2 separate regions of the Mus musculus genome follow, and region 2 is linked to region 1. The links are chromatin contacts, called in public promoter capture Hi-C maps. All regions are on one chromosome and are shown on one strand. The core of a region is the stretch at or near the end of the contact, and the rest is flanking DNA. Distances in the headings are between cores, read along the strand shown. Region 1 overlaps Tns3 (tensin 3). Region 2 overlaps Tns3 (tensin 3).

What was found. Capture Hi-C pulls out chosen DNA fragments and counts their contacts.
Region 2: a promoter capture Hi-C map of pancreatic islet shows a contact between it and region 1. The contact joins two enhancer-like sites. A contact is called at or near these places in 18 of 484 Hi-C or Micro-C datasets (the 63-12 cell line, the C2C12 cell line, the HPC-7 cell line and 12 more), 9 of 115 datasets of contacts at active chromatin or transcription factors (bone marrow-derived macrophages, cardiomyocytes, craniofacial prominence and 5 more) and 3 of 9 other capture datasets (adipose tissue, liver and pancreatic islet).

What each region holds. Positions count from the first base shown.
Region 1 is chr11:8,543,267-8,545,987 of GRCm38.p6, forward strand. It overlaps Tns3 (tensin 3), which reads right to left. Exons shown (of 31, transcript NM_001083587.1): 8 at 1,963-2,085. Among named protein-coding and RNA genes, the nearest start is that of Tns3, 120 kb to the right of the region's middle. Within about 2 kb of position 1,270, at least 37 of the 459 cell types and tissues checked have an H3K27ac peak or open chromatin away from gene starts, as enhancers often do. A contact at or near this core is called in pancreatic islet, where this site is marked.
Region 2 is chr11:8,614,590-8,617,540 of GRCm38.p6, forward strand. Tns3 (tensin 3) reads right to left here. Exons shown (of 31, transcript NM_001083587.1): 2 at 1,151-1,262. Among named protein-coding and RNA genes, the nearest start is that of Tns3, 48 kb to the right of the region's middle. Within about 2 kb of position 1,437, at least 21 of the 459 cell types and tissues checked have an H3K27ac peak or open chromatin away from gene starts, as enhancers often do. A contact at or near this core is called in pancreatic islet, where this site is marked.

The DNA of each region.
Region 1 (2,721 bases), core at 20-2,519:
AGAGCACTGATTGGTCTTCCAGAGGAACAGGGTTCGATTCCCAGCACCTACATGCTGGCTCACAATCATCTGAAAATTCGGTTTCAGAATATTAGATGTCTTTTTCTGGTTTCCCCTAGCATCAGGCATGCATGTGGTTCACAGACATACATTTAGGTAAAACACCCATACACATAAAATAAATTAACATGAGACAACTACAATGGAAAAACACACATTAAAATGTATCAGATTTAACAAAGGCAGTACTAAGAGAGGGTTTATAGCAATAAGCATCCATATCTAGAAAGAAAGGAAATATCTCAAATGAAGATCTTAATTTATACTTCAAGTAACTAGGAAAAGGCCAAACTAGACCCAAAGTTAATATAAGAGAAAAAATAGAGAACAGAATAAAACAGAGAATCAGAAAATAAAATGGTCAACAAAACTGACTGTTTTGTTTGTTTGTTTGTTTGCTTGCTTGCTTGCTTGCTTGCTTGCTTGCTTGCTTGCTTGCTTTTAAGGTAAAATAAAATCAGCAAACCTTTGGCTAAGATTAAAAGGAAAGAAGACTCAAAAATTCAGAAATGAAAGGGAGCCACCACAGTCAACAGCACAAAACACAACAGCTCTGCAGGGCTCCTCCGGACAGCTGCAGACACACAAAGTGGACAGCCAGAAGTCCCCCAACACTCACAACTGCCCCAAGAGAAAATCCCAACAAGGTAAGGGGATCCAGTCACTACCAAATCTCCCATCAGGGAGACTGTACCAAACATGTAAAGAAATGAAGGCAATCCTAAAGCTCTCCAAGAAATTTGAGGACAAGGGACTCTGCCACACTCATTTTAAAAGGCCAGCCAAGTATCCCAATGTTATGCCTCCGCATATAAGCAGGCTTCACAGCATGGTGCAGGTACAAGTTCTCCATGCTGCAGTGAATGTGAACACCTGAGGGTGAGGGAGGGAGAGGGGTGTGCACGCCTCACTACTGTCAGACTCTAAGTGTGAACTCCGTAAGAATTTTCACCTTCTAACCAGCTCACAGGTTATAGGAAAACATGGTAGGTGGGATCCACTCTGAGCCATACACTCTCAGGGTGGGAAACAGCCTCTGGCATTTCCACAGTTCTGTTCCAAGGCTCAAAAGGGGTAAAAAGTGGAAGAACACTCCCACAGGAAGCACAGCCTCTTTCACGTTGGAGCTGGCTTGAGTTACAACCATTGTAACACAGGAGAGCAGCTACCGCAGTCCAGCTCTAGCCTGCCTCTGCCCTAGTGGAGACAAGTCTGGCTATTAGTCATTCCGGGCATCTGTAAAAGGGAGCACTCATTGTGCAAAGCAAGCAGATTCCAGCCCTGCTGCCGTGATGACGGTGAACCTTGGATGGCACCAGCAACCACAATTTCAAATTAAAAGCTTACCTCTCAAGGCACATTTTCTGGGTATTTCAAAAGTAGTTTAAAGCAACGAGTGCTCTATGGTAAGTAATGAAAGGAAAACATCAGAAGCCCATAAACTGGACAAAGAGAGCCCAGAATCACTTACGGAAGGCGGGAGGGTAAAATATCTAGGTGGTGTTTTCATCTTTGGTGATCCATGTGTTTTCAATCATATTACAATTCATTTCAACTTCACTAATACTCAAAATTAACAAGTACAGAATCGAATGGATAGAAGGGAGCTTTAAAAAGTCCAGAAACACCAGAAACCTCAGACCTATAAATTCTAAAGACAACCTGAGGATTGGGGGTTCTTTTTAGTTTCTTCGTCAGCTTCTTAGTTTTTAAGGATGAATAGGAAATCTAAAAGGTATACCTTCATGGAACATGTCACACCAGGTGACAGGTATCCTGTAAACTCGGTGGCTTCAAGGAAAATCAGTTGGTGCCTGTGAGCAGCCTGATCTAATCCACGTGGCCCCGTAAGCGCTGGAAGCCCAGTGGGAACCCAGAGGCTGTGGGAGCAGGAACACTCACCCTGCAGTGGATGACGACCACATGCTGGGGGTCGTTGTTCAGCCAGGACTCCTGAGCCTTACATATAGTGCACATCTTGTCAAGAGGAGGTGCATGCAGCTCGGGCCAGCCCACATCCATGATCTGCAAGACAGAGAAGAGAGGTGCCTTGATTTCCACCTCCTGGGCCCTTCTGTGGTAATCTCATAGTGACATAATCCACTCCTCAGTCACAGGGGATGCTGGGTAGACCTCTTCTGAAAGCTAATGAGCTCATGGCCAGTTAGTTTCCTTTATAGGAACGAAAATGCAGGCTACCACGTTGCCTGCAGACCACACCTCAACCAGGCGCTGGTCTGCACCTTTGCAGCTGGGTGACAATTCTATAGAAGCCTTTTAGAGGCGTTAAAATAGTTCAGAGTTTACTGTAAAAGAATCTAGGACCCCAAGATCTTTAGTTTTGTTTTTGTTTTTTTTTTTTTTTTAAACAGAGTCTGTGGCCCACAATGCTGTCAAGTATTACCCACTCAAGCTAAAAAGGAGTCTGGCAATACAGTGAACTCAGTGTTTCCCATGCTATGCAGACCACACATCAAGGACAACCAGCCCTCCAGAAACTAAGGAGCACCTTCAGGTTTTTTGCCTCTATTTTGTTAAAAGAATTTAGAAAATCACTGAGAAGGGCCAAAGCCCCAAGCAAGCAGCGCAGTCTCTGGCTACACCTCTGGGAGGGCCACATGGGGATGTTGTTTCTCCTCCAGGCCACATGGAGGTGCTGTT
Region 2 (2,951 bases), core at 187-2,686, 71 kb after region 1:
TGAGACCTATCCCATTGTCAAGAACTAATCCCTGACACTATTAATGATACTCTGTTATGTTTGCAGACAGGAGCCTAGCATAACTGCCCTCTAGAAGCCAACGTAAAGAGATGCAGAGACGCACAGCTAAACATTAGATGGAGCTCAGGGAATCTTATAGAAGAGTTGGGGGAAAGAACTGAGGGCCTGAAGAGGACAGGGATTTCATAAGAAGACCAACAGTGGCAACTAACCTGGACCCTTGGGCTCCAACCAAAGAGCATGCATGGGCCGGACCTACCACCTGCACATATGCAGCAGATGTGCAGCTTGGACTTCATGCAGGTCCACCAACTAGAGCAGGTTTGTCCCTTAATCTGTTGCCTGCCTGCCTATGGATCCCGGTCCCCTAACTGGGCTCCCTTGTCTAGCCTCAGTGGGAAAAGATGCACCTAGTCCTGCAGTGACTTGATTTGCAGTGGGTGATACCTAGAAGGGGTTCCCCTTTTCAAAGAAGAGGGGGAGGTAGGAATGGGGGGGAAGGATCTACCTGAGAGGGGTACTGGGACAAGACAGAGGGTTGGTATTGGGATGTAAAGGAAATAAACACATTTAATCTTTTAGAAAAGGGAAAAAGAAAAAAAGCCAAGCTGGTGGCTTGGTTTAGAGACAAGATCAACATTTTCCACAACCAGGCTGAGAGATGCCAGCACACAGAAGGCCCTAACTCAGGGGCTGGAGAGATGGCTCTTCAGTTAAGAGCACAGGCTGCTGCTTTTACAAAAGACCTAGATTCAATTCCCAGCTTCCATATGGGAGCTCACAACTGTCTATAAGTCCAGTTCTAGAAGATCTGACACCCTCACACAGACAGACATGCGGACCAAAAAAGTGAAGTGTAGGCTGTAAACGACCTGCCCTGAAGCACAAAGTGCCCACAACAACCCACTAATAGCTCTGCTCTTTCTAGAAAACTTTCCTTAGGAGCCTGCATCTTCATAAACATGGGAGGCCCTGCCAGGTGCTGGGGGATGGGGGCTGAACAGAGGCGCAATGGGGAAATTCCATGACTTAACTTCTGGAAACTCCCAGAGGAACGACTGTCTACGCGTTACTGTTTGTTTAGCTTGGGTCTAACGGGTGAGAGGTTCAAGGGCACGGACTTACTTACCTCGGCAAGCAATCCCTTGACCGTCAATGGTCTGTCTGCACACTCCACAGACTCTGGGCTTTTTAAAGTCCTTTTTCTTAAAGTTGTGCGGACACGTGGTAAATTCTCCCGGCTGGAAGAGTAAAGGAGGAAACTGTCAGAGCTTTAGCTCTTGCATCTTTTTCTTTTTTTGTTTAAGGTCTTTCTCGGGAGATAATAAATCTAGTGAGCTTTGCACACAGCCGAAAGAGGAGCTTTACCAAGCCAACTCCAGTTCCCTGAGCCAGAGAATGGCATTCTGGAATCCAGAGGGCAGCTCGCCCTCTCTCAGTAGGCGCATCTCCTAGGAGGGCATGAGGACTGAGACATTAGGCAGCCACCCAGGTGATAATGCACTGCTTGCAGCTAGCAGGCTTACATCATCCACTACAGTAGCAAAGTAGCCATACACCCTTCCAGACTCTCAAGGCGCTTCTAGAATAAAGGACTATCCAAGAGCAAACAAGTTAAAGCTCACTGCGTAGTTTCCCCCTCAAAGATGTCCCTAACTATCCACTAAGGTTCTGACTTCTCAGGCCAGTGGGCTAGGTGTGTTGTTCTGCAGAAAGGAAGGCCCTGGCACGAGCCAGGGATGGACACACACACACAAACACACACACACACACACACACACACACGCACACACTGCCTCCTTAACCTTGATGGCAAGCGTTAGTATAAGGACATTAACTCTCATCTACCAAGTTCCTGTTGGTAGAGTCTGCTCTCAGAGCCTCTATGTGAGGCCCTTAAAAGATCATTCACTGTTTTAAAAACAGCTTGTTTGCTGCTGACAGTCCACGCATGATCTAATAACCATGTGGATATTAGTCAACGTCAACACACACACACACACACACACACACACACACACACACACACACGAGGGGGGGGGGGGGCTTCTGCTCTCTCACCAGGATCATTTAAATTTACTGAGAAAGTAAAATGCATCGTTTATCTCCTGTTCTCAGTAACAACTACTTTGGAGGAAAAAAAAAGTTTGATAATTTCTTAGAAGCTTTCCAAAGTATGACAAGGTAATTTAAAAAGGACCTGCGGCTGGGCTGCAGGCAGTGCTTTACTTTCTGAACAGACCCCAGCCCCCACACAGTATGGCCAATGACTTTTCGAGACAGGGTTTCTCTGTGTAGTCCTGGCTGTCCTGGAACTCACTCTGTAGACCAGGCTGGCCTCGAACTCAGAAACCCACCTGCCTCTGCCTCCCGAGTGCTGGGATCAAAGCCGAGCGCCACCACTGCCCGGCCTTAGACTAATGTTTCTAACACTTAAAAAACTGTCCCAATGCTGGGCAGTGTGGTGGTGGCACACACCCTTGATCCTGACACTCCAGAAGCAGAGGCAGGTGGATTTCTGTGAGTTGAAAGCCAGCCTGGTCTACAAAAAGAATCCCAGGACAGCTAAGGCCACACAGAGGAACCTTGTCTCGAAAAACCAAACTGAACCAAACCAACAACAACAAAAGAGAAAAACAAAAACAAAAAACAAAACAACAACAACAAAAAAAAACCTGTCCGAAACAAGAAATAACCTAACTATATATAATAAGGATGGATTTTTTTTTTCAAAAATGTTGGAAAAACACAGAGGTGCATACTCTCTGTACCAGTACATGGGTAGTAAGTTCTAAGATGCTTGCCACCACATCTGAGTCAACAGAAGCAAGAAGAGTCACCGAGTGCACTGCAGGGGGGAGGGAGGACCCTGAAGGAGCGCAGATGAAGCGTACAAGGAAGGTGAGAGATACAGATCTGAATAAAAATCC